Regions from separate parts of the Gasterosteus aculeatus genome. Here region 2 is linked to region 1. A link is a contact called in public Hi-C data. All regions are on one chromosome and are shown on one strand. Each heading gives the region's core, a stretch centred on a gene start, on an enhancer-like site or on the middle of the called end of the contact. The rest is flanking DNA. Distances are from core to core; before and after follow the strand shown. Region 1 has its middle 17 kb from the start of ptprdb. Region 2 overlaps LOC120825047 (lysine-specific demethylase 4C).

The links. A called contact is a pair of places that touch in the nucleus more often than the background predicts.
Region 2: a contact with region 1 is called in a Hi-C map of skeletal muscle, with 2.7 times the contacts expected there. The contact joins two enhancer-like sites. A contact is called at or near these places in 2 of 6 Hi-C or Micro-C datasets (skeletal muscle and whole body).

The regions. Positions count from the first base shown.
Region 1 is chr9:640,763-648,156 of fGasAcu3.hap1.1, reverse strand. No RefSeq gene overlaps it. Among protein-coding and RNA genes, the nearest start is that of ptprdb, 17 kb to the left of the region's middle. Within about 2 kb of position 2,971, at least 4 of the 9 cell types and tissues checked have open chromatin away from gene starts, as enhancers often do.
Region 2 is chr9:716,552-723,945 of fGasAcu3.hap1.1, reverse strand. It overlaps LOC120825047 (lysine-specific demethylase 4C), which reads left to right. Exons shown (of 22, transcript XR_013450742.1): 10 at 72-304; 11 at 430-2,342; 12 at 2,434-2,545; 13 at 3,399-3,625; 14 at 4,411-4,633; 15 at 7,046-7,122; 16 at 7,349-7,394. Among protein-coding and RNA genes, the nearest start is that of LOC120825047, 12 kb to the left of the region's middle. Within about 2 kb of position 4,860, at least 4 of the 9 cell types and tissues checked have open chromatin away from gene starts, as enhancers often do.

The DNA of each region.
Region 1 (7,394 bases), core at 1,722-4,221:
TGAGAGGGCCGAAGCCAAACATGCCAGGAGATTAAAACGAGTAAAGCATCAAACAAATGAACCGGCGTAGAAGATGCAGGACGGAGAGAGGGACACCAGAGCAAATCCTCTGGCACGGGGAGAGGAACGACGTGGAAGTCCTGCAGCCGCTAAGCCCCCAGATTACACCGTGTGCTGCAACGAGGGACGGAGGGGGGGGGACACGTAGAAGGAGAGCCAGAGAGAGCAGGAGACGGGCTTTCTGTGGGGGGGGGGATAAGACTTTTAAATGAATACGGCTTTGTGGTTTTGTGGCTCCGCTTCTTTATCTTTTTCGCGCTGGCAAAGCGTCATGCGAGCCGGGGGAGAGATGTGGGAGACGGGAGAGACAGCGAGGGGACGTTAATTGAAGGAGGAGGACAAGCGAAAGGGAGGACGAGGACGTTAAGTGCAAGAGGGAAGAGGATGGGTGGGGCACACGGCGCAGGTGTGTGTGGAGGGTTGGTTTGGAAACGGACGGTGTTGTTGTTGTGCCCTCTGGTTGGGCAGGAGGGGGGGGGGGGGGCATTATGGGATCACCCCAAACACAAACCCTTTCTTTCTATTCATCTGTGGCTGGTTGAAGATCCTCCATTTTTCTCTGTCCTGCGTTTCACACGTACTCCATATCTACACACACACACACACACACACACACACACACACACACACACACACACACACACACACACACACACACAGGATGGAGATGGGGACCTGATGCCATGACAGATTTGAGAAAAAGAAAAATGAGAAAGAAAGACGGAGCAAAGCAGGAAGACGAGGGATAAAAGGGAGCGACGGGGGAGTGAAAAGGGAGTGTTGGGGGAGTCTGAAATCTAAATTTTTAATACCTGGCCATATGCGCCTCTCCACAGGTGAAGCCTTTTTTCATCTGGTTGCTGCTAATTACCGATTCGATACGGTGTTTATGGGCGAGAAAGGATTTGAAGCTGTCTGTATAATCACCCCCCCCCCCGTCTCCCCCCGTCTCCCCTTTCCAAAACACACAGAGCGACTAGGTGCTGGCTCGCCCTCCATCGGCCGAGCATCGCCCCCCCAGCAGCCCCCGAGGAGAGGCCTTGAGTCGCAGTGAAAAGGGAGAAAGGAAGAAGAACACGTAGGTGTGATTCCTTTTCAAGCTCCTCGGCGCACAGAAAGAAAAGAAGCTTCTTTCTGTGCGTGACGGGAAGAGTTGCCTTCGCTGCCCCCCCCCCGTACACCCCCTCCCCCCCACGCAGCACAACACATCCACCATCCACCGCGGCTCGTGAAGCGTAATCTCCACCAGAGGAGGAACAGCTGCATCGGCACGCATGTACTCACACACACGCGGCGTGAGAGCAGCTGAGGGTCAGAGCACTTGTTCGTCCACAGAGCAGCATGTGACCTCTGACCCCACAGCAGCAGGCTGCGCCGGTGAAACGCGGGTCGGGGGTCGGCTCGCGTTGACTACTTCGCATCACTTCGATCATAAAAAGGTCAATCAATAGTTTTGAATGTGAAAAAATCCTACAGATGATTCATGGGCCCTTTAGCAACGATATAACAAAGTATTATTATTATTTCATTGCACACAAATACATTTTATGAGCACAAAAGGGGACCAACGCCCGCTATGGGAGCGCGGTTCTGTTTGAGGTCAAACGTCCGGAGAGCGCCGATTAAGCAGTTTGTGGAAACAACGGCGGATCATCTGACACATTTTAGACAAGAACATTTCAACGCTTGCATTAATATGGATCAATAATTTGGCATTTAAAGTAGCGGCTAATGCCGATGTACCTGTAAGGCACTTAGCGGGGAAACACGAGGCCAACACATGTCCACTCACTTGATATGTACCTACATATATTACCCATAATTGCGTACTTAAGTACTTGCATGATTGATCCGTGAAGCCGGCGAGGTCTGTAATGCTGCTGGAGATGGCGAGCAAGACTGCTGACTTTACAGTCAGACACACGCGCACAAATTACAGCGATCGAGCTGCACAGCGGCGAGAAATATAACAGTGTCACAACCTGCCTCGGGTCTGCAGGGTCAGGTAAATCGATCATCCCCAACTGCAATGTCTACAGCGCGTCCAACCGGATTGGGTGCAGGCTGGCAGAGTTCAGAACCCCCCCTATAATCCACTGTGGGCCTATTGGCGTCTGAAGTGTTCACGCAGATTTGCATAAATTATCTCGCGAAAGAAAAAAATCAGGTTGAACCGACCGACGGACGTTAATGTTGATCCCGGGTTCCCCTCTCAGCATCCAGCATCCAGATGTGTGCCGCTTCTGTCTGACAAAATGCCTTCTGAATGGGGGGGGGGCACCAAGCCCCAGTGGAAAACCAAGCGGTTTACAGCCCCCTTAATCTCCCATCGGCATCAGAGCAGAGACTGATAACCATGTTTACTGGAGTCATCCAGCAGCGGGGCGCCGCGGGGAGCGGACACCGGGGCTGGGGGGCTGTTGTGTGGCGAGCTCAATACAAATCAGAACCGTGGCTCGTAGTAATAAACACCATTGATCGGGGCTGAATGGGGGGGGGGGGGGATCGATGTGAACTCACTGCAAGTCCTGAATATGACAAATGCAAAAGGAGAAAAACAACCGAAACAACAGTTCGTCCTGGGGAGGGAAGATAAGGCGCGTGTCAGCTCACAGTCGTTAGTGACACGCGCGCAACACACGCGCGCGCACATGAAGGCATGAGTGCCGATGCGCATAAGCGCTTCCATACGTGACAAGTTGTTCCGCGCACGTACACATCAACAGAAACAACTACACGGGGGAGGGGGGGGGGGGGGCACGGCGGCAGACGGCGCTCACCATATCCAGCATCCCGCCCGGCGCGTGCGTCCGTCCGTCGGGGGAGACGCGGAGGGGAAGTAAAGGAAGAAGCAGTTCTCCGTCCGTCGTACATCCAGCGGGGCTGCAGCCGATGTGCCCGATGCGCCGCGCGCGCTCTCTCTCCCCCCCTCTCGCTTTCTCTCCCTCTCTCTCCCCCTGTCGCTCTCTCCCCCTCTCTCCCTTTCTCTCTCGACGCAGACGCCGCGCGTAATGATCCCCGACTCCAACAAAGGGAGGGGCGGGTGGGGGCACGTTTTACAGGTGAACAAATGAACGTGAGGTGGTGTCAGTCAGTCTGTTGAAAGGCACAGACTCTCCCGTGAGAGAAACGTGGGAATGGACCTCCCCGTCACGCGTGTGATTCCCCACATGCCACGCGCTTGTGTCCGCAAGCACGTGAAGCCCTGACCAGCATCTTCGTACTGCAAAACTCCCACTTTTAGTTTTCTGTCTCATTAGTTGTTGAGCAGAAGGAGGAAACACCTGGATGACGGTGTAGTTCCAGGTGAGGACGACAGGGGGCGTCAATCAGGCCATGTCATCAAAGTGCTTCTGATGGACGCAAAGAGTCAGAAGCGGCTGCAAGCTGCCACAGAGGCAGCAAAGGAGAGAGGACGAGGCAATTCCATTCCACTGCGCGCACACACGCGCACACACGCACACACACACGCACACACACACTTATCTGGGTGTGCTGACCCAGAACACCGAACACAATCAAGCGGTGCGGCAGATTTCCCATCAGCGCGATGTGAATGAGAAACTCCTCAGCTCAGAGGGTCCAAGCAAAAGCACTCACGCACAGACACACTGACGGGGTGGGGGGAGGGGGGGAGGGGGGGCAGATGTGCGTGCCCGCTCGCACACACTCACCACGACCCACACGCACAGATACCAAAAGATAATGAGTCAGCACTAAGCGATAAGGGATTCTGCTTATCGAGTTTCACTAAAATGAAATCTGGGGGCCGTGTTTGATGAGCGTCATGACACAGCATGGACCAGCACACACACACACACTTATCCACTGACAAACACATATGAATATGTGGGTTCAATTTTCATGGTGTGCATATGCATGGATGCTCCCTGTATGTGCAGACAAGCGGCCACACACACACAGACACACACACACACACGGCCCTGCAGGCACAGTGCGCTGTGCTGTCAACCTACTCATTGATCAGTTTTCCATGTTGCTGTTGTTGTAAGTCATGCGTGAACTCTGCCTCGGCTCCCCTCTCTAACCAAGCGTTACACATCGTGCGCTCCAAACCTGCACAAAATGCCTCCACTTTATTCCACGCTATAGTGTGCAGCCTTTTCTTCCCCTCACACATCATGCCGTCAGGGATGGGTGGGCTTTGAACCTTTGTTTCTTAGCCTGGAGGATGGTGGAAACTGAGCGCCGGTGAACCGATGCCCCACGTATGTCCACATCGTCCCATAATTGTATGATTTTGGAGATTAGAAAATCTTGCCTCAGTTGCAGCAGAGAGGATCCCAAAGATGGTCTCTTATTGAAAATGATTAAAGGCTGGGTGACCTGTGACCCCGACTCGCAATGACGGCGCTGGAGGGGGAGTCGGTGCAATGAGGGAACATTGGGCCGATGGGACGCGCAGGAAAACAAGTATTTACCGTAAGCATTGGACCTCTCTCCTACCGCGGATATTATTCAACTAATAACAGAGAAACAGTGTATCCAGTTGCAGTAATGATGGCTCCATTCCATTTAGGTGAGCCAGTGGCTCGTGACAGCGGGTTCCGCTGGCTCGATGCCGGAGCCCCGGGGCCGGAAGAGCCTCCACTGCTGGAAATGAAAAACCACCACTGGTGATGTCAGAACCAACGTCCCTTCTTCACACAGCGGGGGGCAATTCATTGGATTGTCAGTGCAGATTTAAGCCGGTTGGTTTCTCTCTATAAAGTGGCCAAAAAGGGGAATTACGATGTATTGGTTCATCACACGTTGCTTTTTTATCCCGAGAACGTTTTCTCGTTGTAACGCTTTCCGATTCGTGCACCACTGAGCAACTCTCACATGAGGGAAGGAGGCCCCGCCCCCAGCGCTACGCCCGCCTCGCTTTTTACCTCCATGGCGTCAACGGGGACGCTTCAAATTCAGGGCCCCCGCCCCCCTTTCAATCAAAGGTTTTTGCGATGAATTGCTGTGACTTGTGGCATTTCTGCAATAAAATTAAAAAATGAATTCAAAAGTATCACACGCTTTAATTTCAAAACTAGTACGATATGAACCGAAGTGCAGGGGGAACACTCAGCTGCCCCCCCCCCCCGCCCCGTGGCCCTGGTTCGTCTGTATGCAGTCAGAGTCAGAACTTTCAAAATAGTCATTCAAAAAATGCACAATAACCTAATTGTTGGCGTTACTAATTAATGCGTTAATGTGATGATTAAGCCTGAATCTTAACCTTTCACAATAAATGTCCCGAGATCCATAACATTTGCAGTAGAGATCTTTATATTTCCTCTATAGCTGCGTTTGACCAGAGCAGACGAGTGACAAGCGGGTTCACTGAGGACCTGCGTCACAGACCAAGTGGACAAAAAAGAATTCAACATAAAAACACAGCGGCTTACGCAACACACTCTCAGAGGAGTTTCTTCATGTTGTAGCCCAGGCCGCCCCATGTGTAAAAGTGATTAGACGCTGAAAAAGAAATTCATCTAGATAATGAATTACATTTTCTTCCTGCTATAAAAGTGAATGAAGTGTTTTTCCGACATGCAACAGAGCCAACGTTAACCGGCAGCCTGAGTCAGTAATGACAGCACTCCCTACCTACACCCTTACATGACCCCCCACACACGCAGCATGAATGTCCGGCGAGCGGCCTAACGAGTGGAGGCCAATAGTCCGTCAAAGGGGCCCTTGTTTCATCACCGTGAAAGTTCAGCTGGTGACTTATGAGAGGCGGCGGCGAGCGGCGGCCCGCGAGAGCCGTGACATTTCGATAATTGCCTCTAATCTCGGCATCATAGAGAGACACGCACACACACACGCACGCACACACACACACCTGGATCTTTGATGCTCCACGAGTGACGCCCCCGCGCCTACACCTGACATTTGACCCCACCCCTCCACACATAGACCACATGTAGACATAAAGAAAAGCACTCCAACCCTCCAATGATGGAGACGCACACACACACACACACACACACACACACACACACACACACACACACACGCAGACAGAGACGCGGCCAGATGTATCACAAACACGTGCGGCCCACCACATCATTAGCTTCCCTTTAGGTTCTGTTATAAGAATACGAGAGTTCTGTCTTTAGTCAAACATCTGGATTACACAAGGACACACACACGCACAATTTTGCCCCACAGCTCACGTTCTCTCTGAGTTCTCTGCTCCTCGGCCGGCGGTTGAGTCTGTTTTCACTCACGTTGATTTATCCTGGACAATAGAGGTTCTCGTCGCCTAGCCGCAGGGCAAAATAAACCTCCTTCTGGATCGCAATAGAACCGTAAAAAACATTAATATTGTGTAAAAGGTTTTTTACTCTAGATATAACATTACGTAAAAGGAAAAAAGTCCAAAATTGCTCAAATTGATTTTTGCAAATACAAAAGAATGAGTTCAGCCGGGCCCAGAATGTAAAGCACTAAAAGCAGCATTACAAAGAAACGCTCGTGCTGCGATATGCACTGTAATCACACACTGGAGACACACACAGAGCAGGAGAAGAGTGTGTGTGTGTGCGTGTGCGTGTGCGTGTGTGTGTGTGGAGTCAGTAAAGGGTGAAAATGAGGGACAAAAATAATAAAGAGCACAAGAACAAACGGCCTAACAGCCCTGAAGAAGCTTTTATGGAACACTAAGAAGGGAATATAGAGCGATGAACACGGAGCTGCTCTTTTCACATCGAGGAAATTGCATTTGGGAATATTGAGCTGGCTGGTGTGATGAGGCACGCAACTCCGTCTCCACACATGCACGTCTCCGTTTTTATATGGCGGTGCTTATCAAGCAGGATCGTATTTACAGAGTCTCTGCAGCACGCACACACACACACACACACACACACACACACACGAGACAGGATCTCATTTGGTCTGCATGCACCGAGGCTGGATGAGCACTATTGAAAAAGCGGAAATGAGAATCCGTGCAAAGAGAGAAAGAAAGAAGAAAAAAGAAGAGCGAGAGACGAGGAAGCGGCGGAGAAAGAGAAAGAAGGAGTGTGGGAGCAAGGAATAAATTATCAAAGGAAAGGAATGAAAGGACAGGTGAGCAGGAGGAGACATCCTCCAATCGCACCCCGGCTGTTTACAGAATTATTCGCAAAAAGACACAATATATACATGTATTTTTAAATGAGAACACCCGGCAGTCAACAGGTTCTGCACAAATGGCAGGCAGACAGACCATTAACGGGGGCGTGGGGGGCTGTTGAGTGCTGACTCTGTCAAAATGAGTGACAAATGGCAAGCTAAGCAGGCGTCACATTAGCGGCGAGCAGCCGGGCTGCATTGTGGGAGTGCTGTGG
Region 2 (7,394 bases), core at 3,611-6,110, 74 kb before region 1:
ATTTGCTTTCATTTACTTCTTAATTTGCGTTAATTCGTTTTATCCTCCAACCCCTGTGATCTCTCTCTCAGCTGCACACACTCTCGAATGCGCTCCAAACGCCTCAGAACCAGCGCGCAGCCCATCGGCCTGGATGGCAGCTCGGGTTTGACCGGCACCAAGAGGAAAGCCCTCAGCGGTCCGGCCGGGCCCAAGGTGCGAAGGACTGTGGCGGGGACAAGCTGCAGGGAAGAGGAGGAGAAAGAGAAGAAAAGGGAAGCGCAGTCCAAGCACACCCCGAATCACTCATCGGCTCACCTCTCTGGTAAGAGACGGTAGTCGGCGCTCGTGTGGGATTGACACAGCTGGTCTGCATGCCTGTTTTCCTTTTCTCCTTGTTGGATATGTCTCCTTGCTTACTTGGTGAATCCATCCTGTTATCTCTGGCAGGTCCTTGCAGACAGATGTGTGTGGTCAAGGTAAATCGCGTAGAGAGTAATAGTTTGGGACTTTTGAATACGGAGCCGTCCCATGACTCCCGCTGCCTCTCCGGTGCCTCCCCTGCTTCAGCACTGACAAAGGACCTAAAGGCGGAGACGGGCGCACGCGACGACCCTCTACGCCGCTCAGGGTCAGGGGTCGCGACTCCTGAAGGTCTCGCACGGACGCAGCCGAAAAATAACGAGCCCCGGTGCTGCTCTCCTGAACGGCGAGGCCTCTGCACCTCTCAGGACTGCTCCGCCGGGGTCTCTCCCCCGGAGGCCGGCACACTGCGCTCATCGTCCCACACAACGGGCTCCTCCGCCGCGGCAGGTTGGGTGAGCTCGCGTCCCGCCGACCTCCGAGCTCCGCCATCTAGCTCCCCGCGTGGAGCAGAGGCTTCAAGCCGGACGCCAAACACCGACTGCAGCACAAAGACTGGCGCTGAGAGCGACGCTAACGGCAGTGCTAAGGCACAGACCACAGACCCAGTCGGGCACACGCTACACATAAATCCACACCGCGCTACAGAAGCATCCGTGGAGGGCGGTAGTTACACGGCATGTGGCTCCCTCTCCCCTTCGGGGCACGGTCGCAGTTTGGAGAAAACCGAGGAGAACCTCCCCCCCCCTCTGCTACAAAGGAATGCAGTGGATATGCCCCGACTCACTCTGGAACCGGCAGATAAGGTCGGCATCTCCCCGTTGCCCCCCGTGCTGATCCAGGAGATGCCGTCGCTCACCCCGGCCGACGACGCGCTCCCCGCCGCCCCGAAGCCGCGCCCGCGTGGCCACCAGGTGGCGCCGGTGCTTCAGCGGGAAACATCGGCCAGCTGTCCCTCCTCACGCCGAGCGGAGCGGCAGGAGGAAGCCGGCTCCGTGATGTCAAACCAACCTCTGACCGCAGGGCACGCCGGCCGGCGTCGTTTAGGTTCCCCACATGACTCCGATGGGGCGGCAGTGTCGGGTTCAGAAGGGAAAACGGCCCATTCAACCGCCAACGCGCCGCACAAAACGCCCTCTGGCGGAATCCGTGAGCCAGCATTTGCTGCAGAAAAGGGCCGTCCAAAGCTGGGAAATGTGGACGAGGCTTCGTCCCGCCGGCCCGCTGCATCCGGTCTGAGCAGCTGTGGCTTCCTTTTAAATGGCCCCTCAAGCAATAACGCCGCCGCCTCCTCCTCCTCCTCCTCTCCATTATGCACTCAGAGTGACGGTCACCTGGCATCACGACACCACGCCGCCTACTCCCCTTTGCATTGTACTTCGGAGAACCCGTACACGGAGCCCAAACCCTTCTCCAGCAGCATCTGGAAGAACTTCAATTCCCAGGGTCCCGCAGTGCTCATCCAGAGTCTGCACCCGGAGCTCCCCTCTGGCTTCAGCCACGACCCCTTGCCTTACACCATGTGGACCGAACCGCGGTGCAAGGAGGTCACGGACCTGGAGGACGCCGAGCACGCCTTCTGCCAGTCGGGGAGCCGGGAAGACGGAGGCGTGGCTCTCACCTGGGCCCAGCTCGAGCCCACCTCGCTGGTTTCAGTCGGTGCCGTCGAGCCCCCGGGGCTTTGTGGGGATTTTGACCTCCACAGAGGGGAAGCGGAGGGGTCCGAGGCCCTTTCCCTGTGCAGGGAGCTCGGCGCGCAAAGGGAGGCGGAGCAGAGCCGGCACTCGGGATCTGCCGTTTCGCCCCTCGGGACGGGAAGGAGACAACGGGACGGTGTGTCTGATATGGAAGAAGGGGGGTCTGACGTGGACGAGGCGGAGCATCGAGGTGGGGTCGAGGGAGAGAGCAGTAGTGACTCCTCCAACAACGAGGAGGAGGAAAACGACACGAGCAACTGCGAGTGCGAAGAATCGGGCCTGGAACCTGGGGAGGTTTGTGCCGTGAGTGCTCTTTATTACACACATTCTTTTTCATACAACTACAGATTAGTTTCAATTCTTAATGCTTTTTAATTGCGCCTGTTCACGCCAGTACGCTGCGCTGTCAGTGAAGAGGACGACTAAGAGCCGGCGCCACCCACTCAGGAAGCCCACCGCGAGGGCCGTGCCCACTGCCGTCAAGCAGCAGGCTGCCAGTGACGACGGTGGGAACTCACTCACCCACACACAGTTCACTGAGAGCTACTGCTAAAAGCAGAAAACCCCCAGTCACTCACACAGGGGCGCGTGCACGCGCAGGAGAGCCGTGCTCGCGTTGGCGCTGCACGGGCGGATGGCACCGGGCCAAGAGAGCGCGATCATGTGACTTCGGCTGGTCGCGTTGCAGTGAACCACAATGCAGAGGCCAAACCCGATTGTACTTTATATACACACACTGCTCTGTTGAGAAGTAGTGGCTAGTGAGACAATGGGCCGCCCCCCCACAGTCCCCTCTAAATGATTGTTCTGACGTCAAACCAAACCAAACTAACTCTCAGGCCCACCACAGTGAAATGCCCCTGTGCTGCTGCTTGTTTTCCTGGTCCTCACATGGTGGGAGGCAGGGCCCTCAATTAACAACTGCTAATGCACACACACACACACACACACACACCATGGTATTCATCATCTGCATGGCTGTGAAAACAGATGAATAATTCAGCAGCCATTTTATTTGTTTATCCCGGAGAAATTACCGCGGCTGTGAGAAGCCGATTTTATGATGATGAGAGCTCTTAATCATTTTAGTTATTTTGTTCTCAGCACACAGGCTTCACTTCTTTGCGACGGTGTTTCAGGTCACTGGGGGGAAGTTGTCACCACTGTTGAGGGATTAGATCAAAACCTGGCAGCAAGTCTGTTAATGATGCAGATTTCCGTAGTGAGTCCGAACTGGCTTAAAGAACAAACTACCAGACCAGGAGTGGCTCTGTATGGGCCGAATCATCAGCTAGGGCGTAGTGGGGAAAACCGTTGAATAGATTAGTGGTTGTAAGGCTTTGTTGTGTCTCCACTTAGAGCCCCCTGACGCAAGCCTGGAAGAGGACGACGAGGAGGAGGAGGGGGACGACGACGAGGACGAGGAGGGAGAGGAGGGGGAGGAAATGGAGGCGTGGGCGAAACCCCTCATCTACCTGTGGCAGAACAGGAAGAGCTGCTTCACGGCGGAGAGGGAGTTCAATGCCTATGCAGCCACCATGCGGCCGCACTGTGCCGTGTGCACACTGTTCAGCCCTTATGAGCAGGTAGAGCAGAGGCCTCGCTGGATGCTTGTCTCATGTGTTGAGCCCCACAGAGGGTCAAAACTCAAACCAGCTAAAATGCTGGTGAGGTGGGCAGGTTTCAGTTTTACCTGCGCTGATCAGTGACTAGAACAGTTTTAATCAGAATTTTCCTCTCGTAGAAAATGGCAGAAGTAGAAATATTTTTTGACACAATTATGTTTAAGGACTTTTTCACATGAAGTTCTGATTAAAGCTGTTACTGTAACACCGTTTCATCAGCTGAGTGAATAGTGTCACAACTGGAAAGAAATCACATGTCACAGAGGGATCCAATAGATCTCTGACATCAGTCAACTCCTATGATGATGCAACAAGTTTATACCTGCAAGTGAATCAAACACGCTCTTGTAATGTCACGTTAGAGGTGATATTGTCTTTGCCAATGGACCTTTTATTTTATAGCCGGTTTGAGGTGTGTGTGTGTGTGTGTGACACTGATAGTTGTGAAAGCGTTGTCTCGAAAAGAGCCGTTTAATTAGTTTGCCAGTGTCTGCGCAAATAACTTAATGACGGCTAAATGATTACCACTAATTCTAGAAGTGAAATGAATTCATTGGAAGCCCTCTGGGGATGACAGTCACGTGGCTTTCTTGCAGCATATCATTGTTTTAATACAAAAAGCAGCTCCTGTAAATCCCCCCGGGCTGAAAATCCATCCAGAATGACTTTAATTATGAAGATACTTTTCCACCTTAGTTAAGGAGGTTCTGAAGAACGTATTTGTTAAAATTGAGTTGTTTATTCAGGCAGAAGACGGCGCAGCTACCGTAGCGAAGGGCTCCTCCTCTCCGTCGGAGGGCCCCGCGCGGCCCTGCAGAGGTCTGAGGCGGACTCGCCCTCTGGTCCCCGAGATCTGCTTCTCTTTCCGGGAGCAGAACTTTCCCCCAACTCCCACCAACCCGCTGCTGCAGGAAGACGGCACCTCCCCTCTGCTCTACTGCCAGGGCTGTTGCCTGCAAGTCCATGCAAGTACGTATGCACGACGGCGTGTGTGTGTGTGTGTGTGTGTGTGTGTGTGCGTGTGTGTGTGGATACTGCTGCTTGTGGTGTAGTTTTACCTTCTAGCTCACCAAGCCACATTGTTTGTTTCTAGATGTGGTGTTTTGTCATGTCGTTGTAAGAGGGTCAGTGGGTTTAAGCCCTGGCTCTGTCTCAATGTTCCACCCCCTCTCCTCCCTCCGTGTGCCCCCCCCCGCTGTGCGGTTTGGAGTATTTTGTTTCCCTCGTCGGCCAAATGTCGGCGAATCCTCTGTCTTCACCACACATACTTCCTGTGCAAAATCCCCGAGCCAGAAGACCACGCATACTCACACACACACGGACTCAATGAGGGAATAGAACTGGAACCTCTGTCGCACTGGACACGTTATCTCAATCCCCCATACACACAATTTAAGAACCGTAGGTCTCGTTCCAAATCCTTCAATGTTTTTACCAATATCTTAAGCGCTCAGCTGGTCTTCCACAGCCAGACGTACACACACATATCACACGCTGTCCAAATCCACAGCTTTACTAGTGTTGTTGTAGGTGTGTGTGGCCGGGTGCATGTGTGTGTATATGTAGACTGAGTGGGGGGGTGCGAGTCATTTGACACTGATGGAAAAGCCACACGTTTGGTTTAGAGCAGCGATTCCCAAAGTGTGGGCGAAGGTACTGCAGGTGGGCCGCGAGAGGTCATTTACAATAAATAAAGTTTTTTATATTAAATTAATATAAAATGTATTTATGATGCGACACATTAGTTATGTGAAACATTAGTTGATGAAGCACAAACAATTTAAACGGACAGATTAATAAAACAATAAGGCTCTCGCTGGAAACGGCTGCTCTTGTCCGCCTGTCGTTGTTCAACAAACGCGGCGCCCTCTTGTGGTATTAAAGTCAATATACCGCGTTTTCCGCACTCCAAGGCGCACTTAAAAGGCTTTAATTTCCTCAAAAAACGACTGTCTTATAATCCGGAGCGCCTTATATACACATGGATCAATTGGTTAATCGGTTGATCCATACTGGTTGTTCACTCTGCCAAACACGCCAAAGCTCGTCTACGACGGCGAGATGCTGAGATACGGAGCTGCTTTCAGGGCGCGTCGGAGAAATAAAGCTGTCGTTCTCGCCGAGCACTTCATGAGATTAAAGAGCGAGAGACGGCGCCCTTTTCTCTACAGCAGCTGAACCATCTTAACGGGGAAATAAGTTATTCTAAAAGGAGCCGAAGATTAAAGGCGCGGATGGCGAGGGGGGCGGCGGGAGCGGACGCACCTCGCGGCATCGATCGGACCCTGAAAGCACCGTCTCCCCCTCACTGTCAGAAAGAACCACAGCGAGCGCGTAGAAAACTCCTTCCAGCGCGAGCAGAGATTCTCCTCGCGAGCAACGAAGCTCACGTTTCAAGCGAGCAAATACCTCGCGAGACGGACTTTTGCTCGCGGATGTTTGAGTTTGATCAAAACATAATGATTAAATGACCGTAAGAATTTAACCAGAGTTGTGATTAAAGGTTTGGGTGGGCCGCCAAAGATTTTCAGATTTCAAAGTGGGCCGCGGCGTTTTTGAGTTTGGGAACCGCTGGTTTAGAGAATCTACAATAAGTACAAGTTGATGTTGCTTTCCTTCCCTCCTGCACTGTTATTTGAACTCGGGAACGGAAATATAGGTGAGCTTGGATTTGATGTTTGGTGATGGATAGTTCGGGGAAAGAATGAAGAACACAGACTTTTAAGTGTTTCTTGCATATAAAAATTCCAAGCAGCTAAAATCTGGAAGACTGAATTTTAACCAGCTGTCAGCTTTGAAAAGAGACTCATTTGTCTTACTTTTAGATTCCCAAATGTCTTTCTGCCGGGAGCCACCGGCATTCATCTTTCCATCGAACCCGTCTGCCGTTCCGCGGGACCAAGGACACCCAACTAAACTCAGCAAAACAACAATATTTACTCAAAGCGGCTGAATTTCATGCTTCATGTTTTGCGGCGTCTGTCAGCCGTGTCATCCGGGTTGCTTCCTTCCCGGCCCCCCGGCCCCCCCAGCAGGTCTGGCTGTCTGCAAAGGGCTCTTTTGATGCGCAGATGGACAAACACAAAACATGCATTTAGAAACAAAGGCTCTGCATTTGTTTCTCTGCCACGACCGCTCCCCTTCACGGACTTATGACCCGGCTCTCCGTCTGAACCTGGTCAGCCACACGGACAGAAGCCTGCGTGCAACCAGGCGGACGTCCGTGGAAACGGCGTTCTGGTGTGTTCGGCGTTCGGCTGCTTTCTGTGAATGGCGGCTTGGAAAGAGGCCACCGGGTTAGAGTGAAGCGGTTCAGCAGCATCTGAGTGGGTGTGATATTTAATATTATTTCCCCCCCTCATCTACCACTTCCTCCTCTAGGTTGCTACGGTGTTGCTGCGGCCGATCTCAGCGAGCAGTGGTCGTGCGACCGCTGTGCGGAAGGAAGCTTTACGGCAGTAAGTCCTTGTGTGACGTCTTTCACCCGCAGACTTGTTTTATCATCATTATCACGTATAATGACGAGCGCATTACACAGAGCAACATTTACAAATAAAACCACTCTGCAGATTTCCAACGAATTTAATTGGACCACACGAGGCAGTTTGTAATGGTATTGGTGCGGAGGAGAAAAAGATCTTTCTCTCATACTTGCTTTTTTTTTTTTTTAAATGATTTCTTTAGGAATGCTGTCTGTGTAACCTCAGAGGTGGAGCTCTGAAGAAAACCC